Regions from separate parts of the Mus musculus genome. Here region 2 is linked to region 1. A link is a contact called in public Hi-C data. All regions are on one chromosome and are shown on one strand. The core of a region is the stretch at or near the end of the contact, and the rest is flanking DNA. Distances in the headings are between cores, read along the strand shown.

Region 1 (7,045 bases), core at 1,529-4,028:
TCTGAGGGGCTGGGGTAGCTGGAAAGGCCAGGCCAAGCAAAGGGCGGTCCTGGAAATCCCAGGGGGATTAGATGAATAGGAAGTCACATCTAAAAATGGACATCCTGGACAAGGTCTGTTTCTTTTAATAGTCACAGAGAACCCTCCGTGGCTTTCCTCCAGGTGCCAGTCTTATCTCCTCCAAAGGGCTCAGAAGAAGTCCCATTATCTATAGGGATTAGCATCTTTATAGAGATATCACATAGGGACCACAAAATAGGCATGCCAAGGGCTAATATTTTCATTCGCCTGCAAATGTGAGCTTTCTTAAAACTTAACTAGATTTTAAATGCATAAAATCATAAGTGGTTGAAAGGAAGAAACAAACTAAAGCAAAACAAAACAGAAAGCTTCCTTCTATTTCCATGCTTCATCCTTCCTCCCACTCCATACTGCAGTCCTTCACTCTGAAGGCCTTCCTGTGCAGCGTCGAGAAATACTGATGTGTGTATGCAAACACATATGCACACATGTACACACACACACATACACACACACACACACGTGCACATGCATGCATGCACAAACACATACTTGCCTTCATTTCCCAGGCGACTCCAGCCTGCTGGTGGGTAGTTACACAGCCATTTTTTTTTTTTAAATAACAACTGAAGTTAAGGATTATAAACGGCCTATCCCATTTGTTTTCGTTTCTGTAGATTGTTCTTGTCTTTTGTCCCTGTATCTCTGAGTTATCTTTTTCATCCAGGTTGCGTAAGACTAGTTTCCCTTTGATGGCTTTTAACTTTATAAACACGGTCACAGAGTCACACTCTCATTTTTCATGCCATCAAATATCCCTTCCTTCTGCTCTCCTCCTCGTCTCCTTTACTCTGACTCCTAATCGACATCCACCGGCAGATATACAGAGGAAGAAGTTCAATCAGCGTCAACACTGGGCACCTTCGGGCAGATAAAGTGTCAGTATTCTGACAAAACGAAGATATTCTAAAGAGACTATTGAGCCCCTCCCTTTGGCTACCAGACTATTGAAACCAAGGACTTGCCCCAAGAATCTCATGCTGAAAGAAGGAAAAGGGTAGAGCTCTGGTGCCAGCCAGAGGGGATCTTCTCCCTTGGAAAGAGATTTGCAAGTTGTCAGACAACCTTGCAGGAGAGACCAGAGCCAAGACATCGATGACCTTGACCAGGGATGCTCAGTGGTGCAGAGGGCTTGCTTTCCAACGAAACCCAGCCCCAATCTGAGGACCTTGAGGATGGCCTTCAGCCACGGCTGTCACTGGACCTCTTCTTTTCCCTATGTGGTCACACTGGTAAGGTCTCCGTTTTCTGCTGTTCACTGTTAGCCTTCACTGGACTATTGAGAACAATGGGGTGGCCGAGCCAGGCTTGCTAGGGGGCGGTCAGGAGGCAGGCTCTCTCGGTTTGCCTTAAGAGCAACAGCAATCATCTGTACGGTGCCCAGACTGATGTCATACTTAGAATTTTGTGTAAAGAATAAAGCCTTCATTAGTGTCTTAGTCAGGGTTTCTATTCCTGAACAAACATCATGACCAAGAAGCAAGTTGGGGAGGAAAGGGTTTATTCAGCTTACACTTCCATACTGCTGTTCATCACCAAAGGAAGTCAGGACTGGAACTCAAGCAGGTCAGAAAGCAGGAGCTGATGCAGAGGCCATGGAGGGATGTTCTTTACTGGCTTGCCTCCCATGGCTTGCTCAGCCTGCTCTCTTATAGAACCAAGACTACCAGCCCAGAGATGGTCCCACCCACAAGGACCCTTGATCACTAATTGAGAAAAGGCCTTACAGTTGGATCTCATGGAGGCATTTCCTCAACTGAAGCTCCTTTCTCTGTGATAACTCCAGCTGTGTCAAGTTGACACAAAACTAGCCAGTACAATTAGCTTCTCAAGAGATCTGAAAATTTTAGCACAAGTCTTATTTGGATTATTTCTAATAAAATGAATTATGCCTGTGGTAGAGCCACAGCAGATGCTCAGGTGGTGAGAAGCGCCACTACCCACAGAGCACCTGGAGCAGGTCTGAGCAGCCAGCTGTCAGTGAGTGCCCTTAGCTGGTGTGGACCGAAGCCACATCTTCTGGTTCTACCACCTTTTGTAGAGTACAAATGCTCTGATTTCATGAACCTTTGCTAATCAAAGGTCCCTACTTTTGCAGCTGAGATGCTCTGAAAACTGAACAAGAGAAATGTGCCACTCAAGTGTCAGAGAAGTGAAGAGTGATTCCGCCAGCAGAGCTGGGGTCTTCACGGCCTGCAAACAGAACAAAGCAGCTGTACCCACAGCAAGGAAATCTTGTGACTTTTTAGTTTAGATAATAAGGTGTGATTACTAACATCTCTCAATGTGGAGTTTCACAAACAGGAACATTTGCCTGGCTTTCCCACAATCCCAGCAGGCAGGCAGGCAGGCAGCACTTCTTTTAAGTTCCTGGAACTTTTCTTGTGCAGTGGCTCTGTTGGGCTTCCTTTATTTTTTTCCATCTTAATGGGCTACTTCTTAAAATACTGTGGAACTTTTCTGCATTCTACTGAAACTAAAACGTCTTTTCCTCTGTGTGTATTTTTCTCACTCCAAAGGGATGAAAGAAAACCAACTGTGAAGATAACAAACCCCCATTTGTGTATATTTAGTAAATGCCTACTACCCACGGTTTCCTTGGAGACCTATGGCCACTCTGTACCCTTCCATTCCTCAGGTAAATCTCAAGAAAAGGGAACAGTGATAAGTAGTTAATAATTACTATAAATAAGTAAAAGCCGTTTACCCTGGCAGTGGGCCTGGAGTTCACAAAGCACTTAGTATTTTGGAACCTGGAGGAGTTCTGCTAAGTGGAAAGTGTCTTTGTAGATTTGTTGTTGTTACAGGGGCTGGGTGACTAGTCTATAATCAAAGAGTACTAAACAGAGAGTCTGGACTCCAAGCCTGGTTTTCTGACTTCAAATTCAATGCTATTTTTGCTTTGCCAAATCTCTCCTGGATTTAAAACACTCTTTAATCTTTATTAGCCTTAGGAATAAATAAAAATAATAGTTAACTATCAAAATTGCCAAGTACTCTAAAAGCAAGTGAATTCTTCTATAACCCAGGGAAGAAAGACTTTTAACTTAAATTCTAAATCTAAGTGCAACAAAAGATAAAAATTGGAACATATGGAGACAAATGAATCAGAAAAAAATCACCAAGAAGCTCAGCATGGTTGCAATACACAGACAATCATTAAAAAGCATTTATTTTTCTTTATTATCAGTGAATACTCAGAAAAAGAAGCTAAGGAAACCATTCCTCCTATAATAGGCATCACATGTAACAAACATGTCTGACAAGATGGCTCAGCACATAAAAGCATTTGCCAAGCAAGTCTTAGATCCTGAGTTCGGTCCCAGAAACCCAGAACCCAGCGAGGAAGAAGAGAACCACGTTTTAATGTGTGTGGCTGTACTCACACATATACCTCTCTGTCTCTGTCTCTGTCTCTGTCTCTGTCTCTGTCTCTGTCTCTCTCTCTCTCACACACACACACAAATGATTATGAATAAAAATGCAATGCCTTTCAAAATTCCAGCACAATTACTTGTGGGGAAGAGGTGCAGAGATTGACAAGCTGATCCTAAAATTCCTAGGAGAACACGAGGAGTTTACAAGAGTTAAAACATTCTTGGAAAAGAATAACAAAGTAAGAAGATCAGTTACTGATTTCAAAACTTAGATCCATAGAATAGAGTTGATAGTCTAGAAATAAGCCCTGTTACTTATGGTCATTTGATTGTGACGGTCATGCTGAGGTAATTCCATAGTGAGTGTATAAGCTTCTCAATAAACGGTATGCTGAGATAACCAGATAGCCAAATGCAAAGAGGGAAGTTGATCCTTTACGAAGGACCACACAAAAAAATTCAAAGGCCTTGTATGTCAGAACTAAAATCCATGAACTGTTTTAAGGAAACATAGATACAATTCTTTGTGAACTTAGATTATCCTGTGGTTTCTTAGATGTGAAGCTAAAAGAAAAAAGAAAGAGAAATAGACAAATTAGACTTAGTTAGAAGTAAAAGCTTTTGCACTTGGAAGGACACCATCAGGACAGTGGCTGGAGGCAATCATTAGCTTCATGCCTCTGGTGGGCATTTAGGCTCTGGCACCAGGAAATGAAAACAACTCCCAGAGAAGAACGGAGAGACAAAGAACTGTCTAAAATGGGCACGAGATTCGAATCAACATATTTCAGTAAATGTATAAAAATGGCCAACAAGCATACAAAGGTACACAACTAGTAATGAGAGAAACTAAAACTTAATTCAAACATCACATTACTTGATAAAACAGCTGCAGTTAAAAATACAGACAAGACGCGCTGGTGAGGACACGGAGGGACCCTAATGTTGGAGCACCTCATTGGTAAGAACATGAAGACTGAGGTAACTTTGGAAAACAGCCCAGTGGCTCCTCAAAGCTTAGATGCCACTCAGTGGTTACTCTTAGTCTTACACCCAAGTGAAACAAAAATGTATGTTCATAGAAAGCTTGAGTATAAATTCTTATGCAGCACCAAAGCAGAAACAGCCCAAATGTCTGTCAAATGGTAAATTGATAAAAATCTAGTATGTCTATATAGTGAAATACATGAAAAGAACTGAAATAAAAACAAATGCCTAGCCAGTGAATATATTAACTCAGATGCCATAGGCCGTACATTGTCAGATTCTGTTTATATAAAGTGTCCCGACAGGCAAATCCACACAGACAGTAACCTGACAGCTGTCAGGAGAAGGGACTGGGAAATGACAGCTAATGGCTTCATTGTTTTTCAAAAACAATGCAATTAGATAACAGTTGCAAAAACTTATAAATATAACACTTTAAGAGAATAGGTTTAATGTTGTATAAATGAGCTCAGTAAGAAATGAGAAAAATTAAAAAACAAATGACAATTTGGGTGAAAATATTTACAATATGTATCATGGATACCAGGATCAATATTGTTAATACATAAAGAGCCTTTAACAGCTATTAAAAGGTAGATCAAAAATCCTATTTATAAATTGGCAAATGATATGAGTAAGTCACACAAAAAGACAATTCACAGAAAGACTTAGAGTGCCTTTAACATGTGAAAAGATGTTCAACTTTAAAAATAGAAATGCAAATTTAAGCTATATTGAAATGTCATTTCTCACCCATCAGATTGGAACTAACTTGAAAGCTCGACAATACGCTTTGCTGAAACAGGCTATGGACAAACTGGTGCTCTTATACACATAAGTACAAGTTACGAACAGTATGTGTCTCTGAAAGGCAACTCAGAAGTATAGTAAAAATGAGAGAAAAATAGCAATGCATTTTGCAATAATATAAAGTCACCTCAAGCATACTATACTTTACCGAGTAGTCTCACTCTCTGGTGGTTGGAATGTGAATGGCCCCCATAGGCCTATATATTTGATCAGGTCCCCAGCTGTGGAACTGTTTGGGAAGGATTAGGAGGCGTGGCCTTGGTGGAAGAGCTGTGTTACTGGGAGTGGGTCTGAGGTTTCAAAGGCCCACACCATTCCCAGTTAGCTCTTGCTGCCTCATGCTTGTGAATTATATATATATTTGTTACCTATTTGCTGGGGATGAAGTGGGAGCTATTCCTAACAGCAGAATGTCAACTGATCAATGCAGTAGGAATGATAGACTAGAAAACCAGAATTTTACCACTCTCACGGTTAAGAATCTGTAAGGAAAGCGTTATCAATAGATATTAAATTTAGAAGTATTTGACAGGGAGCAGACTATAGAATGCTAATTAGGTGAATGTGAGGAAATAGTTGTTACACAGTAGAGAAACTGTGTGGCATCATGACAGGGTGATGAATGTCTTCAATGCAGCACAGATGGGCACTATGCCTCTAGATGCCATACATATCCTTCATATAGTGTTCTATCTAGGCACACATTACTTAGATCTAGCCACGAAAAACACTCAGACAAACACAAACTGAGAAACAGTCTACAAAAAGCTGTCACGTATGTATGTGTACATATATATTTAAATTTTAATGTCATAAAAAGCAGTCTAGTGAAAAACGATTCCAAACTAAAGACCAGAGTTGTGATACCCAATGCCATACAGGATCTGTACTGGATCTGTATCGGATGGAAACTCATGGAGGGCAATAAAGATAATCAACAAGGCGGAAGGTGACCCCGTGCCAATATTAAACTTCCCACAATTCAGACACACACAAAAATATCTGGGTATAACGAAATGTGAAATTTTCCAAATGCTTTAAAATTTTATTAAATTTTGATAAAACCGTGTGCATGTTTAAGTGTATGGGCACGCACATGCCACAGCCTGCCAGAGGAAAAATTGTGGAGGTGGCTTCCAGGTATTGAACTTAGGTATTCATGCTTGGCAGCAGGCACTTTTATCTGCCGAGCCATCTCCCTGACCCCTTTAAAGTATGCAGTTATCCTTTTGAATGAAATACACATACACACACACACACACACACACACACACACACACACGTGGAAGCGAATACAGAAAATTCTATAATTGGTGAATATGGGTCTCACAAGCAAGAGGCACTAGCTAATTTGTTTCCCACTCACATCTGAGAAATGGGTCTCCCGAGTGAGAAACCCTGACATGCTGGGAGTTCATACATGACTCCCTTTCCTGGTACATGCTTTTATATATGTACATCTTTGTAAGCCAGAGGTTCTAATAGTGTGGCCTGCCTAACTCTAGTGCCTCACAGACTCCTAGGCTCCCCTCTCAAGCAAAAAATACACATTGCCATGTCTACCACACTGTCAAACAATATAATTTACTCTTCAGTTGTAACTTTTCTAGGAAGACCCAGCCATTCTGGGGATATATACTAGCACACTCTGGACCACGGCTGGGGGATGCTTCTCTAAACTGAGCTCGGATCTTTGCATGCACATTGGCAATCCTGGGTCCTGTGGAAGCCGCTTTCATCCCAGTGATTTTTGTGGAGTTGTGGCCCTTGATGAAGTAATCTGATCATAT
Region 2 (7,045 bases), core at 3,340-5,839, 71 kb before region 1:
GTCCTAGTAGCTTGAGTTTACCTGTCTCCTTACCGCTCTGCCTAGCATGGCGTCTCAGACCCTGTGTGCCAGGTGCAGGTCACCACTGCATTCTTCATTCCCCTGCTATAGCTCCAGGAGAGCACAGCTCCCCTGGGCTCCAGTGCCCAAGATCTTCTCCCCACTTCTGTCTAGCTGAGATCATCCCAGTGTCCCTAAAAACTGTGCCAAACATAGGATACAAAAGTCAGTTAGGCTCTTCCTTTTTAGCTGTCTGTCTGGGACACAGCAGTTCCCTGGCCTGTGAGGTGGAGTGAAAGGGAGAGAGGCTAAGATCCATCAACATTCATGGGCCAACTGGGTGTGGAGTGGTTTTGTAACTCCACCCCCTCCTAGCTTGAAAAAAGACCCCATATTTCTGCTTCCCCAACCCAGCACGGAGGACCCTCTTGCTCCTAGGGGTTTTTCATTACTCACTAGCTGTGAGATCCCCTCCAGGGAGCCTAGCTCCACTCTCAAGGTTATGGACAGGGAGGTTTGGCAAGTTATCATGAGCCCTCTTGACTCTCCATCCTTGAGCGAGCATTCCCTGCCGGGAGCTGTTCACTTCCTCAGATATCACTAAAAGCCCACTTCTTCATTCTGCTCTAGTTCTGACATCTCTTTCCATTAAAATGAACAACAGGTTAGGTAGACAGTTCTTGAGGAGTTTGCTTGCCAAAGAGGATTATGGTAAAAACAATAATAACAAAATTTTAAATCATTGCCTTTAGTGGAGCCTGGTGGGAGGGAAGCAAGTTGGTGGCCTGAGGCTATGTGGTTAGTTCAAGGCCAGTCCCAGCCTGAGAAATTCAAAGTGGTTGGGGCCCAATAAACACACACACACACACACACACACACATACACACAGTCCCCAGCTTAGTCCCCAAGGCCATCAATGAACAACAACAACAAAAAAAAAAAATCCAAGAAATACCATTTTTAACACAATGGTTTCAAAAAACCATTTGGTTTATGTTAGGACAGTTCTAGAAAGAAATAATTTAGAGACCTGTGGCGTTTGAACGAGACTGGCCTCCATAGGCTGGTATATTTGCATGCTTAGTCTCCAGTTGATGAACTGTCATGGAAGGATTAGGAGGAGTCCTACTGGAGGTCCTTATGGAGGTGGTGTGTCACTGGGGAGCGGGTGGACTTTGAGGTTTCAAAAGCTCAAGCCAGGGCAACCCCCAAGACCCTTTGCTGGACATCAGGACGGCTGCATCTCAGATACTTTTCCTGCCTGCATGCTACCATGCTTCCCAGCGTGACAATGGACTGACTAAACCTCTGAAACTGTAAGCAAGCTCTCCGTTAAATGCTTTCCTTCTTAAGTGTCGGCGTGGTCCTGGTGCCTCTTCCTAGCAACTGCACAATAATTAAGACAAGACCTTTTTTACATTCAAAGTGAAAAAGAAAATGTTTAATTCCATGGTGAAATATAACATATATTAATTTTCTAATATTATATGCCTTTATTTGCCCAGTTTAGATTACCTACTCTAATGAAAGAATGAAAACCAGAAACAAAGGCCACAGGGACTTTTTCTAGTCAGATATTAATAAAAAGTGCATCTCTTTCTATATTGTGGCACCTTTGAGACAGCTTTCACATTCTTATTATAAGCAATAGCAAAATATCCAATACTCCTTATATAATCAATATAATCAATTGATTCTTATAGAATATTCTTGTGGCTTTTTGAGGACTTGGACATTAGTGTATGGTTGCAGTTGATGAATAGGTATAGCATGGTATGAATTCTTGTTAATATTTTTGTTTATCAAGCAAGGCCAAATAGTGATGAATCTCCATTCTGAACTTCTTCGCTGGCCTGGATAATAGTTCTGAGATACTGAAAAAGGTGTTACCCTATTCCCAGTCCAATAGATACATCATAACACACTGCTAAGTTTAACCTGTAGTCTTTTGTTGTTGTTGTTGTTGTTTGATTGTTTTTTTGAGACAGGGTTTCACTGTGTAGCCCTGGCTGTCCTGGAACTCAGTCTCTAGACCAGGCTGGAACTCAGAGATCTACCTGCCTCTGCCTACCCAGTGTTGGGACTAAAGGTGTGCACTGTTGCAGCCACCACCTGGCTAACCCATCGTCTTAACAGATGCACACCAAAGGGAAGACTAAGGCTAGACAATCCACAAAGCAAGGTCCCAGCCAAAGATAACAAATCACTGGCTGATTTCTATAGTGCAAATATTCAACACCCTGACATGACATTCATGAACATTAACTATGTAGAATTTCAAGAACAGATAAGAAAATGCAGTTGAGTGATTAGGACATGTTACATTTTGAGTATTTATCTCCCTCTTGTTGTATTGTGAATTATAAGCTTGTATACTTATTTTCCACAGTAGCTGTGTTGACCCCATGGTTCACATGTAACAACTGGCAGCCTCACACAGCAGGAGACCTATCCCATACACCACTGCCAGGCTTCTGCAGTGGGAGACCCTGGCAGGAGAGCAGCAGGAAAGAGAGGTTGGGCTCACCTTCTCCCTTCTAGGGTATATTCTGCAGCTCTCCTCTGTCCAGAGGCCGTATCTCAGAACTCCAGGCTCCGCTAGCACTTGGGCACAAAGGCTCTTGGTTTGCTACTCCCTAGGTCACTGGTGCTTCTCCACCCCCACATCCTTCGCAAATAGCCCTCTCCTCCCTCCCACTTGGTTAGGCTCTTCTTTTTGAATGTGCAGCCTTTGCCTGCTCAGGTTGGCTCCCCTGGTCACCTCTAATATGCTCACTTCTTCCCACACTTCACAGTCATATATTTAAGGACACTAGCCCATGTCTCCGAATCTCAGTTCTGAGGATTAAGTCTGATCAGTGGGATATTGTTTTGCAATAGTAAGCAGTAGCACAAGTTTTTGACTTTGTCTTTCTTCTGCTAAGCTATGCCCCCAGAGCAGTCATCTCCTGAGAGATGGGTTTACAGCAGAAGTGAGGAGAAGTTTTGAGTTTTACAATTCAACACTCGGGGTGGGGGTGGGGGGAAGCAAGAAAAACCCAAGGAGTCAGAGCAAAGCAACCTCTTAATTGGGGCCAATGATGTGTGATGGCTCCCTACCTCTAGACAGAACTGGAAGTCTGGACATTCAATATGATGAGAGTTAACGGTTCCAGCTGAGTCCAGGTGACTCTGTAGCTGCCCTGTGAGGGTCGGCTGTTGTGGGGTGGTCAAGGCCAGGGCGCTCAGGATGAGTAATCTAGAAGGTTGAGTGATGATCACCAAGGACCAAAGTGTTGATGTGCCCCTGTGGATGGGAGAACGGAAGAACAGAGTCCAGGGCTCCCAGGCCAATGCCTTGGTGCTGAATACCCCCCACCCCCCTACTTAGGGCCACCTGTGCCTATTCCTGCGCTCTGTAATGCTACTGACTCTGGCTACCATCCTTTGTAACTGTCGTGTAATGCAATGAGATGCAAGTATGCACAAACTGAGAGAGCTGTGGTTTCTATGGCAATTAAACTAAGTGCTTTAAGGGCACACTGCTGAAAGAAGAGACAGCGGCCCCCCTCCCAGGCTGTCATAATGGGGGTGTGTATAAGGCAGTTGCAAAAGTCTGGAGAGATGGTAGGTGTCTAGAATGTTCTGTGCTCAGAGCACTTCAAAGTCTTTCTAGGTTCTTTCTCCACCAGAATGATGCTAATATTGCAAAGCATAAAGTCCCATGAAGGTGGTTTGTGCAAGTAAGAAGGTAACAGCGTTTCCCACTCTGCGTGGAAAGGAAATCTTACCTAAACATATAATATTGGCAAATGGAGATGCATTCATGCCAGAAGTTAAAAATGTATATGTAGGGCTGAAGACATGACTCAGTGGTTAGGGGCACTGGCAGCAGAGCATGTGGTTTCAATTCTCAGTACCCACATTTTGGCTAACAACTGCCTTTAACTCCAGTTTCACGGGGATTTGACGCCCTCTTCTGGCGTCTGTGTGCACCGTCGTGGTACAAATACATGCAGGCAAAACACTCACACACATAAAAAATAAAAGCAAAATTACTGAAATGGTCTTAGTTTAAAAAACATAACAGGTATATGTGTATATACGGATGTGCAATATACATGCGCAAAGTTGTTTTGTGGTGGTGGATATTGATATCCAGGCCTGGCATATTCTTTATCTGGCAAGCTCTTTATTGTTGAACTATAACTCTAGTTTAAAGAATACACCTCCTGCCCCTCATCTCCAGAGCAACCAATTAGAAGCTTCCTCTACGAAAAGGATCTCTCATTTAATGGCAACTATTTTTCATTAAAGAAAGCTGGGACTCAGGGGTGCCTTAGTTGCGCCCTAGGAGTAGCAACGGGGAGCCTCATAAGGTGTCCCAGATAGCCAGCACGCAGTAATCCGACAACCCACGTGGGATTACCCTGGGCCACCAGGGGGGCCAGTGCTGGGCAGCCTCGCCATGGCCCGATCTGTCCGGCAGGGGGCGCTGTCCGGCCGCAGTGGCCGCGCGGGCCGCGTCCTGATTGGCTGGAGGCGATGGCCCAAGTCCACAGCCGCGCGACCGGGCCACTAAGTGGGGAAGCTCGCCAGTCGGTGCGCCAGTCCAAGGGCCTCCGAGGCAGCGGCGCGGCGGGCGCGGCGCGGCGGGGCGGAGGGGACAAGATCAGGGCAGGAGGCAAGCGGCTAATCGAAAGGGTCCGGCACACCCAGCAAGATGCTGTCCTGGCGGCTGCAGACGGGCTCTGAAAAGGCGGAGCTGCAGGAGCTCAACGCCCGGCTTTACGACTACGTGTGCCGGGTGCGAGAGCTGGAGCGCGAGAACCTGCTACTGGAGGAGGAGTTGCGCAGCCGGCTGAGCCGGGAGGACCGCTGGGCTGAGGATCAGGCACTCTACGCCGAGGAGGCGCGCAGCCTACGACAGCAGCTAGATGAACTGAACTGGTCCACAGCCCTGGCCGAGGGCGAGCGCGACGCGCTGCGGAGGGAACTGCTGGAGCTGCAGCGGGAGGGTGTGGAAGCCGGCACTGCCCGCAGCCGCCTGGATGCCGAGCTGGGAGCGCAACGGCGGGAGCTAGAGGAGGCTCTGGGCGCGCGCGCCGCCCTCGAGGCGCTGCTGGGCCGGCTGGAAACTGAGCGCCGCGACTTGGACGCTGCCCACGAACGCCAAGTGCGAGATCTACGAGCCCGCGCTGCCAGCCTCACCATGCACTTCCGAGCCCGCGCCACCAGCCCCGCCGCGCCCCCGCCGCGCCTGCGGGACGTGCACGACAGCTACGCCCTGCTGGTGGCCGAGTCGTGGAGGGAGAGCGTGCAGCTGTACGAGGACGAGGTGCGCGAGCTGGAGCAGGCGCTGCGCCGCGGCCAAGAGAGCCGGCTCCAGGCGGAGGACGAGGCGCGGCTGTGCGCGCAGGAGGCAGACGCGCTGCGGAACCAGGCGCTGGAGTTGGAGCAGCTGCGCGCGAGGCTGGAGGATGAGCTGCTGCGGATGCGCGAGGAGTACGGGATGCAGGCGGAGGAGCGGCAGGTCCGTGGGCAGGGACCGCGCCCCTTCCCTAATAGCCTGTACACGCACCCCTGTGCACCCAGTAGGCGAGCAGCAGGGGTTCCCGGGACACCCAGCTGGTTCAGCCCCACCCAGGGAAGCGTACGCTGCCAGCAGCTTTGCTATTTATGAAGCGACGGGATTCTGGCATATAGCTAGTCTAAGAATAAGGGGTTGGTGCAATGATCCTTAAATCGGAGGACTGACGCCATGTGACAGGTCCCGGTGGCTAGCCTAGTGCCCATCATCCTGTTAGTTGGATTACCTTTAGATCCAGACGTGTCTAGGCACATCCTGATCAACGATCCTGTTAGTTCTGTTTTTGTTCTCTCCTCTCCTCTCCTCTCCTCTCCTCTCCTCTCCTCTCCTCTCCTCTCCTCTCCTCTCTTCTTTTCTTTTTCTTTTTCCTGCGCTTTTGTAGAGCTTGTAGCCTGAAATCCAAAACTCAGCCCAGACTTCAGACCTGGATAGGCAACACATTGAGAGGTTGCAAGGCACTGCCAAGTCCTCCCCAGGAGGCTCACCATGCTTAAAGAGGGCTCCAAGCACCTTTTTGTTTTGTTTTGTTTTGTTTTGTTTTTGTTTGCCAGAATGATTTCCCAGCTGGAGACAGCTGCTTGTAGCTCCTCGAGCAGATGTCTTATTTTTCTGGTTTTTGTTTCTTCCCGCGAGAGGACTAAGTAACTGTCATACAGAAAAAGGGTCAGAGTTGTTTTGCTCACAGTACGAGCTGAGGGCAGATCTCTGGGTTGTGTAAAAACCAGGAGAAAGCAGGACCCTGTGGTGAGATGTTATTACAACTACAGACTAATATAAACGGTTCTTATGTCAGAGCAGCTGAGCTCTAACCCTCTGACGATGTGTGCGGATACCTGTGGCTGATTTATTCTCTGGACGCTCAGTTTGGCCCTAGTGTTTGGCTCCCAACCTAGCTCACTCCCAGCCAGAATTGGAATTACTCCCAAATCACACGATGAGGGGCTCTCAGGAAGTTGGTCTGGAGTAAGATGAGCACAACTTCAAGAAATATTTGAAGAGAAGAGTTTGCAGCTAGGAGCTGAAGGTTGGAGATGTTGTGATGTCATTTTCTAAAATGTGTGGAGTGGATGACTGGGGTGATGTGACCAGCAGCTGGTAGTCAGCATCTCTTTTTTTTTTTTTTTTTTTTTTTTTTTCTGGTTCCCCAGCGATGGGCTAGGATTTTGGTAGCCAAAGAGCTGGAGAGTGGGTGGGAGATCATGGACCTTGAAGAAGCTCTGGCTTTAAGGTTCTTATAACAGCCTAACCTTTTCCCACTAATAAAATCTTCAGGAGCAAATCTGAGACAGAGAAGCAGAGTTCCCCAAATGGAGGAAAGACTAGGAATTGGAAGTATGTATAGAATCACTGTCCAGCCCTTCCACAAGGACTCCAGACCACTAATGAAGTCGTACCTGAGGTCACACCTGACTTGCAATAGGACCCCACCCTTGGCTCCCCACCCTGGGATCTCTCTGTTTCAGAGTTGGCTTTTCC

What was found. A called contact is a pair of places that touch in the nucleus more often than the background predicts.
Region 2: a Hi-C map of Sertoli cells shows a contact between it and region 1, with 5 times the contacts expected there. The contact joins the promoter of Synm here to the enhancer-like site in region 1. A contact is called at or near these places in 21 of 39 promoter capture datasets (the 3T3-L1 cell line, 3T3-L1-derived adipocytes, cancer-associated fibroblasts and 13 more), 5 of 15 datasets of contacts at CTCF or cohesin (CD8 T cells, the NIH/3T3 cell line, embryonic stem cells and 1 more), 240 of 484 Hi-C or Micro-C datasets (the 3T3-L1 cell line, 3T3-L1-derived adipocytes, the 4T1 cell line and 120 more), 48 of 115 datasets of contacts at active chromatin or transcription factors (CD8 T cells, the NIH/3T3 cell line, PVALB interneurons and 32 more) and 5 of 9 other capture datasets (adipose tissue, embryonic stem cells, embryonic tail and 2 more).

What each region holds. Positions count from the first base shown.
Region 1 is chr7:67,684,179-67,691,223 of GRCm38.p6, reverse strand. All of the region lies in intron 6 of Ttc23 (tetratricopeptide repeat domain 23), which reads right to left. Among named protein-coding and RNA genes, the nearest start is that of Gm34140, 30 kb to the left of the region's middle. Within about 2 kb of position 2,778, at least 12 of the 459 cell types and tissues checked have an H3K27ac peak or open chromatin away from gene starts, as enhancers often do. A contact at or near this core is called in Sertoli cells, astrocytes, extraembryonic ectoderm and 1 more, where this site is marked.
Region 2 is chr7:67,757,286-67,764,330 of GRCm38.p6, reverse strand. It overlaps Synm (synemin, intermediate filament protein), which reads left to right and starts at 4,589. Exons shown (of 5, transcript NM_207663.3): 1 at 4,589-5,512. The coding sequence starts at 4,703.